5 separate regions of the Mus musculus genome follow, and regions 1, 2, 3 and 5 are each linked to region 4. A link is a contact called in public Hi-C and promoter capture Hi-C data. All regions are on one chromosome and are shown on one strand. Each heading gives the region's core, a stretch centred on a gene start, on an enhancer-like site or on the middle of the called end of the contact. The rest is flanking DNA. Distances are from core to core; before and after follow the strand shown.

Region 1 (2,700 bases), core at 186-2,685, 150 kb before region 4:
GAAGGAGAAGAAGAAGAAAAGGAGGAGGAAAGAAGGAGGAGGAGGAGGAGGAGGAGGAGGAGGAGGAGGAGAAGAAGAAGAAGAAGAAGAAGAAGAAGAAGAAGAAGAAGAAGAAGAAGAAGAAGAAGAAGAAGAAGAAGAAGAAGAAGAATTGAACTGAGAAATCCTTTGGTTCTTGATTCCCAACTGGCATATTGAGATAAAAGTGGAAGGGAGCCGGGCATGGTAGCATACGCCTTTAATCCCAGCACTTGGGAGGCAGAGGCAGGTGGATTTCTGAGTTCGAGGCCAGCCTGGTCTACAGAGTGAGTTCCAGGACAGCCAGGGCTGCACAGAGAAACCCTGTCTCAAAAAACAAAACAAAACAAAAAAAGTGGAAGGGAGGCAAACCTAATGTATACCTGACAGGCTTGGCCAGCCTAACAGAGGAGTATAGTATACCCCAGAGAAAATTACATGTGTTAGTCAGAGTTTTGTCCCTGTAAACAAATATTTGAGGCAACGTGAAAGAGAAGACCAATTTATTCACTTATTTTACTATAGTGGGGATTATACTTCATACCACAAATATTAGTATTGGATATGGTTACTTCACAACCCTCTCTGCTCAGCCATATACCAGGGTCAACCCAGAGTAGGAGGCCCAGTTCACATTCTCCCTCAGCTAAAGGTTACAAACCAACTGGCTATCTTTCCCAAATTGCTTTACTAGGACATCCGGCTTCCATACACAAAGCTCTAAACTTATAGAACACCTGGGTTCGATCCCCAGCCACACACACACCTATACAGTATTGCAGTGGTATTTCACAGGCAAAGTATCTGAAGGGAGTGCAGAGGTACCCCCCACCAATCTCCACTGACATTTCCACAGGCTCTGTATTATTTTGAGGACTTCTTAACGCTGAAGGTTCTCCATCTCCAAGACAAAACTACAGGAGTTGCCAGTCATCCCTGCGACTCTGAGGAAAGGGAACATGTCCTGTCCACTGTTGAGCCCACCTCCTGCCCGGACTAGTGACCACGCCAACTTAAACGACCAAAAACAATCCAAAGAGTCCTGTGAGTTATCCAGAGGAGTCAGATGTCACCACCTAGAGGGCACAACACAGGCTGCAAAGCCCTGGGAGAGCCAGAATTCAGATCCAAGAGACGCAGGAGATCCTAACTTCTGCGTAAATGGTCTTTTAAGTAAGCAGTTGACCCAAGTTTCAACTGGCTTTAGACAAGTTCTCGAGCACCTGCCCCAGTCTCCAGGAGAATCGTCTGGGCAACAGTCAGCTTTGACTCTGCCCTCCGCGATGCTCGTCCCACTTTACCCCCGCTGTTGCACTACGCCTGCGCACAAGCTCTCCCTCCGCAGCCTCAGCCCCGCCCGCTACCCCAAAGCAGCCTTCCGTTGCCATGGAGCTGCGCGCCCAAACTACGCAGCCTCAGACCCACGGTGGCTGGGGGCAGTCGGGCCGTTAAGAGGCCATGGTCTAGCGGCTTAAGGAACTGATTCTGCGGGGGCCAGTGCTGAGGAACCGTCGCCGAGGATCTGTTTCTGGGAGGCGACCTAGTTACTGGACCACTTTCTAGGGGTCATTTGTGAGGAGCTGTTGCTAAGGGGCAGTCGCCAGGGACCATTCTTGAGAGGTTGTTGCTGCTGAGGGACCACCACCGAGGAGCCGTTCCTGAGGAGGTTTGCCAACAGTGCAGCCCACTCTTGGGGGACCTTTGCTGAAGTCTCATCGCTGAGGGACATCACTGGGCTGCCCAGAGAGGTGGGTACTGGCGACTTCAGCCTTGGGGCTGCACTGAGGATGCGCTGAACAAGGGGTAACTTTTCTGCGTGGACACGTGGCGGTGAGTCACGTGGTTACCACAGCCTATGAAGCGTCAGCATCAATCCTGCTGGTGAAGAGCCAGGCATCAGTCTGAGAGCTGAAAGTAAGAGTCACCTCCCGCTGTTCCAGCCTGGCTTTAAATACAAAACCCTTCATTGCAAGTGGATAGGCCTCCTTAGCTTGATTTTTCCATAAAATGACTCCCTTATCTGGGTAAAAATGCTTAGCAAAATACACCCTGAATGAAGGTGTGCTGTGGGCCAAGTAATGAGTGGACTAGTAAGTAATGTGAGCTAGGTAATGAGTAGACTGCTCAGGTATTCATTGATGAATATTGTCTTCAAACAAATGATGCCTACCTTCTTGTGTACAATTTAAGAACTGATTATCAAACAATTTATCAAAAGCCCACCCAAGCCAATAAATAGAATCTTGTCTTCACCCATAACATAGTACCCTCCTCTCCTGGTTAACTATGAACAAACCCGTGATTCTCACTTCTCCTCGTGTGTAACCGCACACCTTTGCTTATCTTAGATTAGAAATTTATTCCTGAACAGTAGTTTTTGTTAATGGTTTGATTGGTTTTTGAGAAAGGGTTTTTCTGTATGGTCCTGGTTGTCCTGGAACTTGCTCTGCAGACCAGGCTGGCCTCAAACTCAGAGATGTACCTACGTCTGCTTCCCGAGTGCTGGGACTAAAAGGCCTGTGCCACCACACCCAGCTTGAAGCCCTCCCCTTCTTGTCTTTAAAATAAATAAGACGAGCTTCAAGACTGACAGAATACATTTCTGTTGTGTAAAGAATTCAAGTTGGAGCACTTTGTTATGGCAACCCTGGAAAACTCCTGTGACAAGTGAGAGTTTCTGCA
Region 2 (2,709 bases), core at 72-2,571, 170 kb after region 4:
TAGTCAGCATTCACACTGGACGACTGTAGGAAAATGCATGCCGGTATCTGTGTGCCTCACTTCACTCATTGCAGATTTGGGATAGCACTGGTTGATGAGGCTTTCATGTACCTACGACGCCTGAGAACAGAACCTGAGTTCCAGCCTTGGGGTCCAGGCCTCCCTTTGAATCTAGCCGTCCCACTCCCAATATGGGGTACTCCTATGATATGTTGTATATGTCTGGTAGGAACAGGCTGTGAGGGAGCTATCCTGAAGCCTGGGTCCCTGCAGAAGTGAAGATCAGTGGAGGGCAGGGTCAGGGAAGGCGCGTCACAATGCCCGGGTTCACTCAAGGCCGTGCTTTTCCCAGATCCAGCACACTGAGGACATGGAGAATGAAATCGACGAGCTGCTGCAGGAGTTCGAGGAGAAGAGTGGCCGGGCCTTTCTGCATACTGTCTGCTTCTACTGAGCCTCCTGTGCTCGGTGCATGGCCTGCCCTGCACAGCCACCTTTGTTGAAGCCACTTTTTCAGTGTGTTTTCCTTTCAGATATTTGTTTTTACTGCTAGGTGTACATCATCAATGTACTGTACATATGGAATGAGACGTACGCAGAAATGCCAGATTCAAATCCATTGTTTTTAACCAAAAGAAATAAAGATGGTTTACTCTACAGCCTACAGCAAGTGTCTGTTGTTGGCCCTTTTCTCTCCACTGCTGAATTGTACAGAAACCTAAATAAAGCAACAGGCTGTCTTATTAAGGGGAAAAAAAACCTTGGAATTGCCACAAAATAGGTGCTGCTAGAAGTCTTTGGTTTGTCCTGAATTCCTGGCCTGACTCCCTGCTGAGGAAGAGACTACTCGGCCATTGAGTCCAACCCTGTGATAAACCTGAGAGCACCCTTCTGAGAAGTAGGGCCGGACCCTGGTGCCTTAACAGCTCAGGGCCTGTGTGAGCTGATATAACTGAACTCCTGTTGGAACCTTCAGATACAGTGGGGTCTGGACTTGGGGGGCTGGAGGTCAGCTGTCCTCTTCCTGCTTTCCAACACAGGGCAGGGTTGGTTCTTCTGTTGTCAGCTCTGTGGCCAGCACAGGGCTTGGGACTCAATCCCAGCATGACCGGCAGCCACAAGAGGATCATAGACGCTGGCAGCTGTTCCAGCACCCCTTCCTCCTCAGAAATCGCCTAGTCTTTCCCACAACTGCCACGATCTTTATGGCATACTTGGCCCATTCCGCATCGCATCCGTATCGCCTACCCTCCTGCCCTCCTACCTCTGCTCATGTAGTCATTAGTCCCTGGTTCCTCTGACTTTCCAGGCCCCTCCTCTGATGGCACTTTCTTGCTGGAGGAGGCGGGTGCTGACACTTCCTGTCCCTCTCTGGAACCCGGAGAACCAGAAGGAGGGGCCTTACTTGGGGAAGTAGAGCAGAAACGACCACCTGGTCCAGGCCAAGGCCCAGTCCAGCGCGGCACTGGGCAGGGAGACCGGAGCCAAGGCTGATGACATGGGGCACAATGTGGAGCCGAGGCCGGAGGGGAGGGGTCTCGGGCTGCGTCACAGGGACAGGAGTGGAGAACCTCGCCCCTGGATGCTGGCGCGGGGCGGCGAAGTCCCTCCCCGGAGGCGGAGGCAGGAGGAGGAGGGAGGAGATAGTGAAGAAGAAAAGGAGGGAGGGAGAAGCCTGGAGGAGGGAAGAGGGAGGAGGGAGGGGGCCGCCGCGCAGACCGCAGGGAGCCGGGCGCAGGGAGCACCGGAGGGCGGAGCGGAGGGCTGCCAGCAACGGGCGACAGGCGAGCGACCCCACGTCAGCCCCCACATCTCGGCTGCCTGTGCCCGCGCCTGCCCCCGGGGTCCGCGGCGGCCCGGCGCGCGAGCGCTGACCTCTGCGGAGGCGGCGCGGGCTAAGCATCGGGCCGGGGCCGGGAGGGGCACCGGGGCCGGGGGGCGGCGCTCCGGCCCGGCCCGGCCCCGCCCGATGTCCATGAGTGCGAACACCATGATCTTCATGATTCTGGGGGCGTCGATCGTGATGGTGAGCGGAGGGGCTTCCCGCGCGCGCCCCCTGCTTCTGCCGCCCGCCCGCGCGCGCGCCTACCCCACCTCGCTTCCTTGTTTACCGGCCCGTGCGGCCTGCGCTGCCCTCGCTGCGATCTTGCGCTGCCCTCGCCCTGGTTGCCCTGCGTTTCCCCACCCACCCACCCACCCCTGCAGTCTAGTACTCCCCCTTGGCACCCCTTTCGGCCCGGCCCACTCCTCGCCCTGACCGGTCATGGGCTCTTCCAGGCCATCGCGTGCTTGATGGACATGAACGCGCTGCTGGACCGATTCCATAACTACATCCTCCCGCACCTGCGGGGCGAGGACCGCGTCTGCCACTGCAACTGTGGCCGGTGAGTGCGCCCCGGCTCTAGGCACTACACGCGTGATCACACTTGTGCAGCGGGCCCCACTTGGCCGGTGAGCCCGGAGCAGGCTGGGCCGCAGAGCCTGGCTGGATGATGGGGGCCGCTTCTGCCCGCCAGGTGCTGGGGGAGGGGTGGCTAACGGGAACCCTAGGTCAGCCAGCCGCTCCCTGGGAAAGGAAGCATGACTGAGTCTGTTAGGAACTCCTTCCTCCAGTTCCTTTAGAGAAAAGGCTGCCTGGTGGTGGCATTATGGGCCAAGGAGCCTCCTGGTCCAGGGCCCGGAGGCCTGAGAGCAGCATCCTTGAGTAGT
Region 3 (2,700 bases), core at 157-2,656, 240 kb before region 4:
GTTTGGGGGACGAGGAAGCTTCTAGGCCACACTCCATCTAAGCGACAAAGCAGAAGTGGCAGTGTAACGGCCAGGTCCAGAGCACTGAAACCCCTAGGTCACAGCAGCAAGCATTCTACTACCACCTCGAGGATCAGGCTCCATTTTGCCGGCTGAGTGGAACGATGTGGTAGCACCTGCAGCAGCTTCAGACACTTTCATCGAACTGACCAGAAGTTGTTCTAGGGCCAGGAGTGGAGACCCGATGTTGGAAATTAACACCTGCCATCTCTCAGCTGTGACTTGTATCTGTCCTTGGATGCAGCTTTATTTATCATGTCAAGCCTGAGGCACATCTGGAGTGTGCCCTACTGGGAATGGTGCAAATACCTACCTACCTACTACCCTCCCTAGCCCACCCCACACACATGCAAAGTGTTGGAAAAGGAGATCGGAATTTGCTGCCTGTGTACCTGCACTTACCACAGCCCTGCCCTCTGTCAGTCAGGATGCTGCTGGAGACACAGTGTCAAAACTACTCGCTGTTTGTTCCAACCTCTGTGATGACCTGCATAGTGTAATTCTGCATGCCTATAGCAAGTTAATTTTTCTCCCAGCCCAAATGCTACAGTACGTAAGTAATATCTGTAGAAATAGCAGCTTCCAGCATAGAAGCCCCTGTCCAGCCCACAAGCGAGCCTGGCCCATGAACATCCAGTTTCGGGGAGAGTTCAGCACCCCAGGAACCTGTTTTGAACAATCCTGGGACTACATGGTAACTTGGTTAGGGATTGTGATCACAGCAGGGTCAGGGTGGACTTGCCTGACATCCGCAGCCCCTCTCCCCTCTTACTGTGGAAATGAGCAGATTCCCATGTGCCCACCACCCCATTCTGTACCCCAAGTGTAGCTAGCTGCCCCACAGCCACTATTTCAACATCGCAGGTCTGGTTTTACTTTGGAATTATTGTGAAGTGCCTTGGGGGTAGATGACCCCAAGCACTGGGGACAAGTTTTAATTAAAGACTGGCTTGGGGCTGGGCACTTTTACACATTGTTTCACTTGAGCCTTAGGAATCCCAATCAATTAAGTTATTTGTGTTCACACATGAGGCTCAGAGTACAAAGGTTATTTGCCCAAGGTCAGAGTGTGCAGAAGTAGGGTCAGCCAGACAGGGGCACTCCTATTCTTAGCTGCTTGGCAGCAGCTACTTTGAATAAAAATCAGCCTCTGATGTCATCAGAACACTGAGACCTAAGATGCTGTCCTGTACCTCCTGGGCACACTGAGTCCAACACCACCAGATTGGATAAGAGAGACAAAGCCAAATAGGTGAGATAAGGATAGAGAGCCATAATACTGCCCTCAGAGACAGTCGCAGAGACAGACTCATGGCCACCATAGCTCCGTTAGGCAAGTGCTCTGGGAGGCAGGAGTCTAAAGGCCAGAGATTCGGTCCAGGTGAAGTCTCACTCTGGCCTCTCTGACTTGGATGCCCCTTCCCCTGACAATATTTACTCAGGGAACTCCAGGCAGTGGACCAAGCCCTGGCCACAGCCATAACTGTCAGGCAATAAATAAATACTCTCACTAGATCAAAGAGAAGGACCACAAGAACATAGGAGAAGGTTCAGTTGGGTGCAATGGAACATGTGGAATATTCCTTGATTGTCAACTTGATGTGATTTAGAATCTCTTGATGATTCTAAATGACATGATTTAGGTTGGAAACAAACCTCTGGGCACATCTGTGAGGGATTTCCTAAGTTAGGCTGAGGTAGGAAGACTTACCCCAAATGTGGGCAGCATCATTCAGTAGGCTAAGGTCCTGGAGAGAGTGGACTGAGTTGCAGGCAGCGGTCTGACGCTCTCCCTTTCCTGACCTGATACAATGTGACCAGCTGCTTCAGGTTCCTGCTTGACTGGATACAATGTGACCAGCTGCCTTAGGTTCCTGTCGCTACATTTTCCCAAATATGACACAGTGTTCTCTCAAACTGGGAGCCAATGTACACTGTCCTTCCATCAGTTGCTTTCTTGGGGTGTTTTTCTACAATACAAACGACTAATATGCAAATGCTGCAGTGATACTGGGGATCTAGGCACTTGCTCTGGGTACCGTGGGGCCTAGGAGAGGACCATCAATCAGCTGGCCCATGAGTCCACGTCTCAAGCAAAATCACAAGTCACAATCTTCCTTGTTTGTGTGCCCAGTAATGACAGCAGAGTAGAAATCTGACTGGAGTTCCAGGAAAAAGCTGTGGCTTTGGGAGCCCTAGCAGGGTAGGCATGGCCGGCTGTCCTGGTATGCTAAGTGCAGACACAAGTAAACAGAGATTTAATAAAAATGCACACTGGGGAGAGAAACAGATAACCTCAAAGAGAAACAGGGACCTCAAGCTATCTCCAGGTCAAGGTCATAGCTTTAGGTTTAAGTAGGGCAGGGGCAAAAGACACGTATAATTAAGCTGTTCTGGTGGGGTGTGGTCTGGCTGATCATTATCTTGGTTCTGACTCGGCAAGGTGAGGATGGAGAAGTTCTTGTTGCTTGAGGGGAGCAGTCTGGCTCACGTGAGACAGTCTCCTGCTCCAGGCGCAGACTCACATCTTGGATAATTGCTCTCACCTCAGGGGCAGTCCTTCCTCGTGACTGTGGGGTTGGGAGGATGACCGGAGAACTCTGGAAATCTTTTTAGAGCTAGGATAGCACATTGCAAAAG
Region 4 (2,700 bases), core at 186-2,685:
CATTGATGTGTTCTTTTTGGAAGGACAGCACACAGGTCTCAGGAGTTCCCACCAGAGAACATCCTGACTGCAGCAGGTATGGGGGGCTGTGGGGAAGCGTGGAGATTGGGCTATACAGGAAGGGCAATAGTGTGAACATCTTAAAACTACAGTGCTGGGAGTCGGGACTGCGAAAACACCTACTGGTGCACTGTGCACACTGGTGGATATCAATGCACGAGCATGTCCACCAGTTCAGCATATCCCTGGCTCAGCTACAAAGTCGGTGGCCTCCCTCTTTCCCTCCTTACAGCTGTGGGTGAGGCACGCTATTTACACAGTCGCTTCTCAACTATCAAGACTTTGTTTTTCTTTTTGAGATAGGGTCTCTAACTATGGTACCCCTGGCTGGCCTCGAATTCCTAGAAATCCGGAGCTCTCATCTCTGGGATTAAAGTAGTGAACCATTGTATCAACCAGCTGTCAGGTTTGTTACTTTCAGGCTCAAGTCCTTGCCAGTTGCCAAAGGGTGTCAGGTCACTGCTGGTGGGCCTGAGAGCCATATGAGCGCTGTCACCCGAGTTCTGCTTCTGAAAGATACCAGGTCCATGCGCTGGACATTAAGAACAACGTGGGAACAGGAGCCTGGCACGAAGCCCACCTTCCCACAAAGCTGGCCCGCGTTGTCCACATGGTCCTGGAGACCTCGCCAGCAAAAAGCAAACTGAGTGTGACGTAGGACAGGAATAAAGATCAGACCGCGAGGCAAGGAGGCAAAAGAAAGAAAGAAAGAAAGAAAGAAAGAAAGAAAGAAAGAAAGAAAGAAAGAAAGAAAGAAAGAAAGAAAGAAAGAAAGAAAAGGGAGAGAATCTGGTGGTTTTCTCTGTTGCTGCTGGGACTGAGCTTTTTGCCCCTCCTCGGTTACTCTTTTTTTTTTCTTTTTTTCTTTTTTTTCTCCCTCACCCTCTGCCCCGCCTCCCCTTCCGCCCCGACTCCTCCACCCTTTGGCCCCGCCCACTCTCCCGATCTTCCCCTTCCCTCCGGCTTAGTCTCCTTAGTTCCGTCCCTTTCCAGCTCTGCCCTCTTGCGACCTGTCCCTCCCACTCTGCCTGCCCCTTCTCCTACCCGTCTGCCCCTCCCCTTTCTCCAACCTTGGCCCCACCCCCCCGTGCTGTCTTCCGCTCCTTGTCCCCATCCCATTCCGCTATGCCCTGTTTCAGTTCCTTTGCCCCGCCTCCTACTCCTGTGTCCCGCCCACTTCCTCTCGGCCCCGCCTCCCCTTTGCCTCGCCCCTCCCTCTTCACGTCTCCCACCCCCCACCCCACCCCCCAGCCTCTGATCCTTGGCCTACAAAGGGTTTTGAAAAACCCGAAGTTTGCGTGCACGCCTGTGTAGGTGCGGCTGCGCCGCTCTCCCCACGTGCCCTGCAGCGCATGCGTGCGGGCTGCGCTTGCGCACTGACAGCCGCGGCGCAGCGGGGCTTGGTGGTGCCGGTCTCTGGACCGAGCGGCCATGGGGTGGCGGGCGGCTGGGTCGCTGAGAGCCAGGTAGCAGTAGGGCAGCAGGGACCGCCTGCTCGGCCCAGCATGTAGACGTCCACGCGGGCGCGCGGCAGCCGACGGTGAGTGCGGGGCCTGGGGTCGCCCTCTGCCCGGCGTCACTGGCCGGGACCCGTGAAGACAGGGTCACGGCGCCGGCCCTGCCCACCTGCCCGAGGCCGGGCGCTGGTGGCTCTGACGCGCCTCCCTGCGTCCGAACGTGGGTTGCAGCCAGGATGACGCGTGGTCTCGGGGAAGGAGCCTAAGGGACAGGTCTGAAGATCTGGTCCGGCCTTGGGTTTAGGGGGACGAGTCAGAGGTTCGGGTCCCGGGAGAAGCCATGTAGGCCGCCGTTCTGTTCTAAGCCAGTTCAGCGCGCAGCACCGCAGCCGAATCGGCTCCATTGGTCTTCCAGTGGGGCCTTAGCAAGCGCCAGAGACCTTGGCATGTGGGCAAAGTAGTCAGACGAGCGTTTTGTAAGCAATCGAGGTGTGAAACTCTCCAAAACCCCATCGTAAACTTGGTATCCAGTACTTGCCAGGAGCTTCCAAAGTCCTGAAGAGTCCATGGAGATGTTCCTAGAGGCTGCTGCCTCTCAGGATGTCACACTCACAGGCCGCTTGTCTTGGCCTCTGGCAGGTTTCTTCGTTATGGGAACAGGGCGTGCCCAGCGCAGTCCCAGGATCTGCCTTTGCTTGGCCAAGATCCGGCGTCTCTTTCCAGCTCTCCCAAGCAATGGGCTTTCTCCTGGCATTGATTCTGAATAGCGACTTGTTTTTCCTTTCTTGTTTGGGAAACTCTCTGTTTTGGTTCAAAACTTATTCGTTTGGCTTGCCTCTTGAGAAGAGTGTTATTCAAACTTATATTCATTGGTTTCATGTATCACTGTCAGTTTCCACGGGCCGGAAAGCTGGCATCCTCGCCTTGGTAATTAAAAGCACGGCACCTTCCCTCTGAACGTATTTGTCCTCAGCAGTGACTTCACTGTGACTTACACTGCCCATCTTGGGCTCTGGGACAGCCACGGGTGCCAATATACAGTATGACCAGGTAGCTTCTTCATTTGGAGGTGGCATCTCAGAATGCTTCTGCATTTTCTTCTTTGTAGATTTATTTATTAAAAACGATGCAGTTTTATTCATTTTTTTTCTTTTTCATCTTGTTTGAAGTGCTACAGGTCCAG
Region 5 (2,700 bases), core at 136-2,635, 200 kb after region 4:
ATTCATTCAACAAAGCTGACATTTCAGGCTTTTAAAAAATTTTTTATGTATTTGAGTTTTTGCCTGCATATAAGTATGTATATGTCTGGTACCCTTAGAAGCCAGAGGAGTCCTTGGATGCCCTGAAACTGGGGTTACAGAAGGTTTTGAGCTGTCATATAGGTGCACAGAATTGAACACAGGTCCACTACAATAGCAACAAGTGCTCTTAGCCTTTCAGCCATCTCTGCAGCCCCCTGCAGGCTCTTAAAAATATTTCAACTAGCTAGGCATAGTGACACACGCCTCAGGAGGCCGTGGCAGGTGGAGCTGTGATTTCTCTGACAGCCTGGTCTACAGGAGTCTCAGCCAGGGCTGCACAGTCTTTATAAAAACAAGAACAAACAAAGCAAAATAATCAAAAAAATCCACCTTACATTACACTTTGGCACAAACTGTCAACATCAAAACAAAAATGTGTCATTTGTTGGGAAAAGTCCTGGCCTTTGGGATCCATCAATGCTAAAATCTGTCTCAGAGAGGATCAACCTTTACGGACACCCTCACCTCACGTTCCACAGTGGAATGCTATCATCCAATAGTAAACACGACATCTACTCTCTCCTTTTTAAGTGAGAGATTGCTATTAACTACCACAACACAGGATCGCCTGACCTGGCTATGACTTTTGGCCTGCACCACGTGGAGGCAGCTAGAAAGCCCAACAGTAAAGTAGGTAAGGCCAACATTGGCACAGGGTCTCTCCTACGACCTACGTGTTGACAGCTACAAGTGCAAGAGGGTGGCAGGATCGGGGTCTCCCCCAATGCAGGACGGCTATGACCAAATGTCCCATAAGCGGCCATTCAGGTCACCTGAAAGGTACGGCTGCGAACGACCACTGTGCTGCTAAGACGTCAAGAGGACCAAAGTCCTAAGGGCAGCAGCTAGTGCCTCCGAGAGAAACCTCCCATTTCCCAGGGCCTCGGCCCGCCAAGCCCAGCCCGCGCACTCACGCGAGTGCTCCAACTCGCGAGCCGCTTTGGCCGCACGTTCCAGGCCCGTCGGGTCGAAGTTGCTCCATTTGTCCTTGGGCGATGGCCGGTCTCCCGCCCCGCGGTCACCGCCGCCCTCCGCCCCGGGTTGAGCGGGCGGCAAGGGCAGCGGAGGCCCTGTGCCTTCGCCCTTGGGGCCCTTGATGCCGAAGAGCCACGACATGGTCTGCAAGCTCCGCGCGCCCTCGGCGGACCGTACCGGAGCGTGACTCGCGAGGCTCCTCGCAGTCACCACGCGCCGCGGGCGCGACTCACTGCGCAGGCGCGAGCCACACCCCTTCCTTCTGGACGACGGAAACCTAGGAGGGTCAAGACGTTCTCAGCCGCCGGATTGGCCGCTGACATAGGGACGCCAGTGGCGTCGGTGGCACGATTTGCCCAGCTTTCTAAGGAGGCGGAACTGGACAGAGCTCCTGGACCAGGCAAATAGGAGCAAAGTTTTCGAGGTGGGTGTGCCTTCATCCTAGAAAACTTTTTTTTTTTTTTTTTTTTTTTTAAGCAAAGGTGCTATTCCTCTGGGGTCGTTCTGTACCTGTCGCTATAGGCATTTATGGAGACGCCCCAGCCACAGAGCCCACAGACGATCAGAGACACTGGACTCACACCACGGAGGGTCAGAACTCTTCTGCTGTGAATCCTACCCAAAGAACAGAAGAGGAAGGGAAAACCTGAAGGTGCTGTGGGTCTCCCGGAGCTAATTTTTTCCGGACTTGAGATGCCTCAGGTCACTGCAACTAAGGGCGAAGTAATCGGGGTGAGACCTCCAGCCGGGAGGACTAGAGAAGGGGTCCCTGGCGCCCCTCGACCGGCCGGGCACCCCTGCTGTGACCCCACGCTTTCTCGGAGCCGGATTCATGTATATCTGTGGCTGCTTTGAGCGTCTCCAGGCCAGCGGCTCCTACAGCCAAGCGTGCATAAGAATAAGAGAGTTACTTAGGTCAGAGACTTGGGCGCCTCTGACAAACAATCCTGCACCATTCTGCTACGATTGCTCAGGCGGTGTTTTGAGCCCGATCCTCTTTGGTGTTTTGGCAACCCACGGCGGCTATTGGCATGCTGCTGCTTTGCAGTACAAGCCAGAAAGCCAAGCCGACTCCCAGAGCCTGCAGAGGGTACATTACACTCAGGAGCTACTTAGAGTGAGGGCTGGTGCTCCAGGCTTGTGCTTGTTAGCCAGTGAGCGCTCCTTGGGAGCCTGCTGAGCCAGGTGCCTGCTCTGGACCTAGGGTTGACCTAACCTTTGGGCAAGTGGAAGGTAGCATGGACAGTGGCAGTTGTCACTAGGAACCCACATTTACCAAAGTCAGCGTCTTGGGTCCAGGCATCTTTCATAAAACCGGTTGAGTTCACAGAATTGTTTGGACTGTTTTTTAACACTGGACAAAAGGCAATTTTAAATGATAAAAAAGGAAGTTGAAGGTATGTTATTAGTCGTATTTATTTTTTATAAAACTTTAATTTTTTAAAATCTTACTATTAATGATAGTTCTTGAGTGCTGTAACCTTCCTTATAGCCCACCACCCATCAGAGATAGTGGAAAAAGGATATGGGGGAGGTAGACCTGTTTAGAAATGGTTCTTTGGAACAACTCCTGTCTATGTTGTCTGAAAATCAACAGTTCATTTCCCAGGTTAACAGCAGCAGCTCCATCCATTCCCATACACT

What was found. Promoter capture Hi-C pulls out the DNA fragments that hold promoters and counts their contacts. A called contact is a pair of places that touch in the nucleus more often than the background predicts. Capture Hi-C pulls out chosen DNA fragments and counts their contacts.
Region 1: a contact with region 4 is called in a promoter capture Hi-C map of neural stem cells. The contact joins the promoter of Cfap74 here to the promoter of Nadk in region 4. A contact is called at or near these places in 3 of 39 promoter capture datasets (hippocampal neurons, neural stem cells and stem cell-derived epiblast-like cells), 6 of 484 Hi-C or Micro-C datasets (embryonic stem cells, large pre-B cells, nephron progenitors and 1 more), 3 of 115 datasets of contacts at active chromatin or transcription factors (embryonic stem cells and microglia) and 3 of 9 other capture datasets (adipose tissue, liver and pancreatic islet).
Region 2: a promoter capture Hi-C map of liver shows a contact between it and region 4. The contact joins the promoter of 1500002C15Rik here to the promoter of Nadk in region 4. A contact is called at or near these places in 1 of 484 Hi-C or Micro-C datasets (embryonic stem cells), 3 of 115 datasets of contacts at active chromatin or transcription factors (effector CD8 T cells, extraembryonic endoderm stem cells and pancreatic cancer cells) and 3 of 9 other capture datasets (adipose tissue, liver and pancreatic islet).
Region 3: a contact with region 4 is called in a Hi-C map of liver, with 3 times the contacts expected there. The contact joins the enhancer-like site here to the promoter of Nadk in region 4. A contact is called at or near these places in 3 of 39 promoter capture datasets (hippocampal neurons and liver), 1 of 15 datasets of contacts at CTCF or cohesin (pro-B cells), 18 of 484 Hi-C or Micro-C datasets (B cells, the G1E-ER4 cell line, the HL-1 cell line and 12 more), 4 of 115 datasets of contacts at active chromatin or transcription factors (the SCID.adh cell line, bone marrow-derived macrophages, embryonic stem cells and 1 more) and 1 of 9 other capture datasets (pancreatic islet).
Region 5: a contact with region 4 is called in a promoter capture Hi-C map of liver. The contact joins the promoter of Atad3aos here to the promoter of Nadk in region 4. A contact is called at or near these places in 4 of 39 promoter capture datasets (cranial neural crest, embryonic stem cells, erythroid cells and 1 more), 8 of 484 Hi-C or Micro-C datasets (B cells, CD4 T cells, the G1E-ER4 cell line and 5 more), 8 of 115 datasets of contacts at active chromatin or transcription factors (the SCID.adh cell line, effector CD8 T cells, embryonic stem cells and 1 more) and 3 of 9 other capture datasets (adipose tissue, liver and pancreatic islet).

Annotation. Positions count from the first base shown.
Region 1 is chr4:155,407,805-155,410,504 of GRCm38.p6, forward strand. Cfap74 (cilia and flagella associated protein 74) reads left to right here and starts at 1,436. Exons shown (of 39, transcript NM_001368738.1): 1 at 1,436-1,766. The region is part of intron 2 of 5830444B04Rik (RIKEN cDNA 5830444B04 gene); the gene reads right to left.
Region 2 is chr4:155,733,121-155,735,829 of GRCm38.p6, forward strand. It overlaps 1500002C15Rik (a long non-coding RNA gene), which reads right to left and starts at 1,322. Exons shown (of 2, transcript XR_001784583.2): 1 at 1,265-1,322. Ssu72 (Ssu72 RNA polymerase II CTD phosphatase homolog (yeast)) reads left to right here. Exons shown (of 5, transcript NM_026899.3): 5 at 353-759. The coding sequence ends at 454. Tmem240 (transmembrane protein 240) reads left to right here and starts at 1,684. Exons shown (of 4, transcript NM_001101506.1): 1 at 1,684-2,026; 2 at 2,278-2,384. The coding sequence starts at 1,970.
Region 3 is chr4:155,322,120-155,324,819 of GRCm38.p6, forward strand. All of the region lies in intron 4 of Prkcz (protein kinase C, zeta), which reads right to left. Among named protein-coding and RNA genes, the nearest start is that of Prkcz, 38 kb to the right of the region's middle. Within about 2 kb of position 1,407, at least 12 of the 459 cell types and tissues checked have an H3K27ac peak or open chromatin away from gene starts, as enhancers often do. A contact at or near this core is called in liver, where this site is marked.
Region 4 is chr4:155,562,380-155,565,079 of GRCm38.p6, forward strand. It overlaps Nadk (NAD kinase), which reads left to right and starts at 1,436. Exons shown (of 12, transcript NM_001159637.1): 1 at 1,436-1,600.
Region 5 is chr4:155,759,807-155,762,506 of GRCm38.p6, forward strand. Atad3aos (ATPase family, AAA domain containing 3A, opposite strand) reads left to right here and starts at 1,386. Exons shown (of 3, transcript NR_027972.1): 1 at 1,386-1,480; 2 at 1,579-1,971. Atad3a (ATPase family, AAA domain containing 3A) reads right to left here and starts at 1,292. Exons shown (of 16, transcript NM_179203.3): 1 at 996-1,292. The coding sequence starts at 1,197.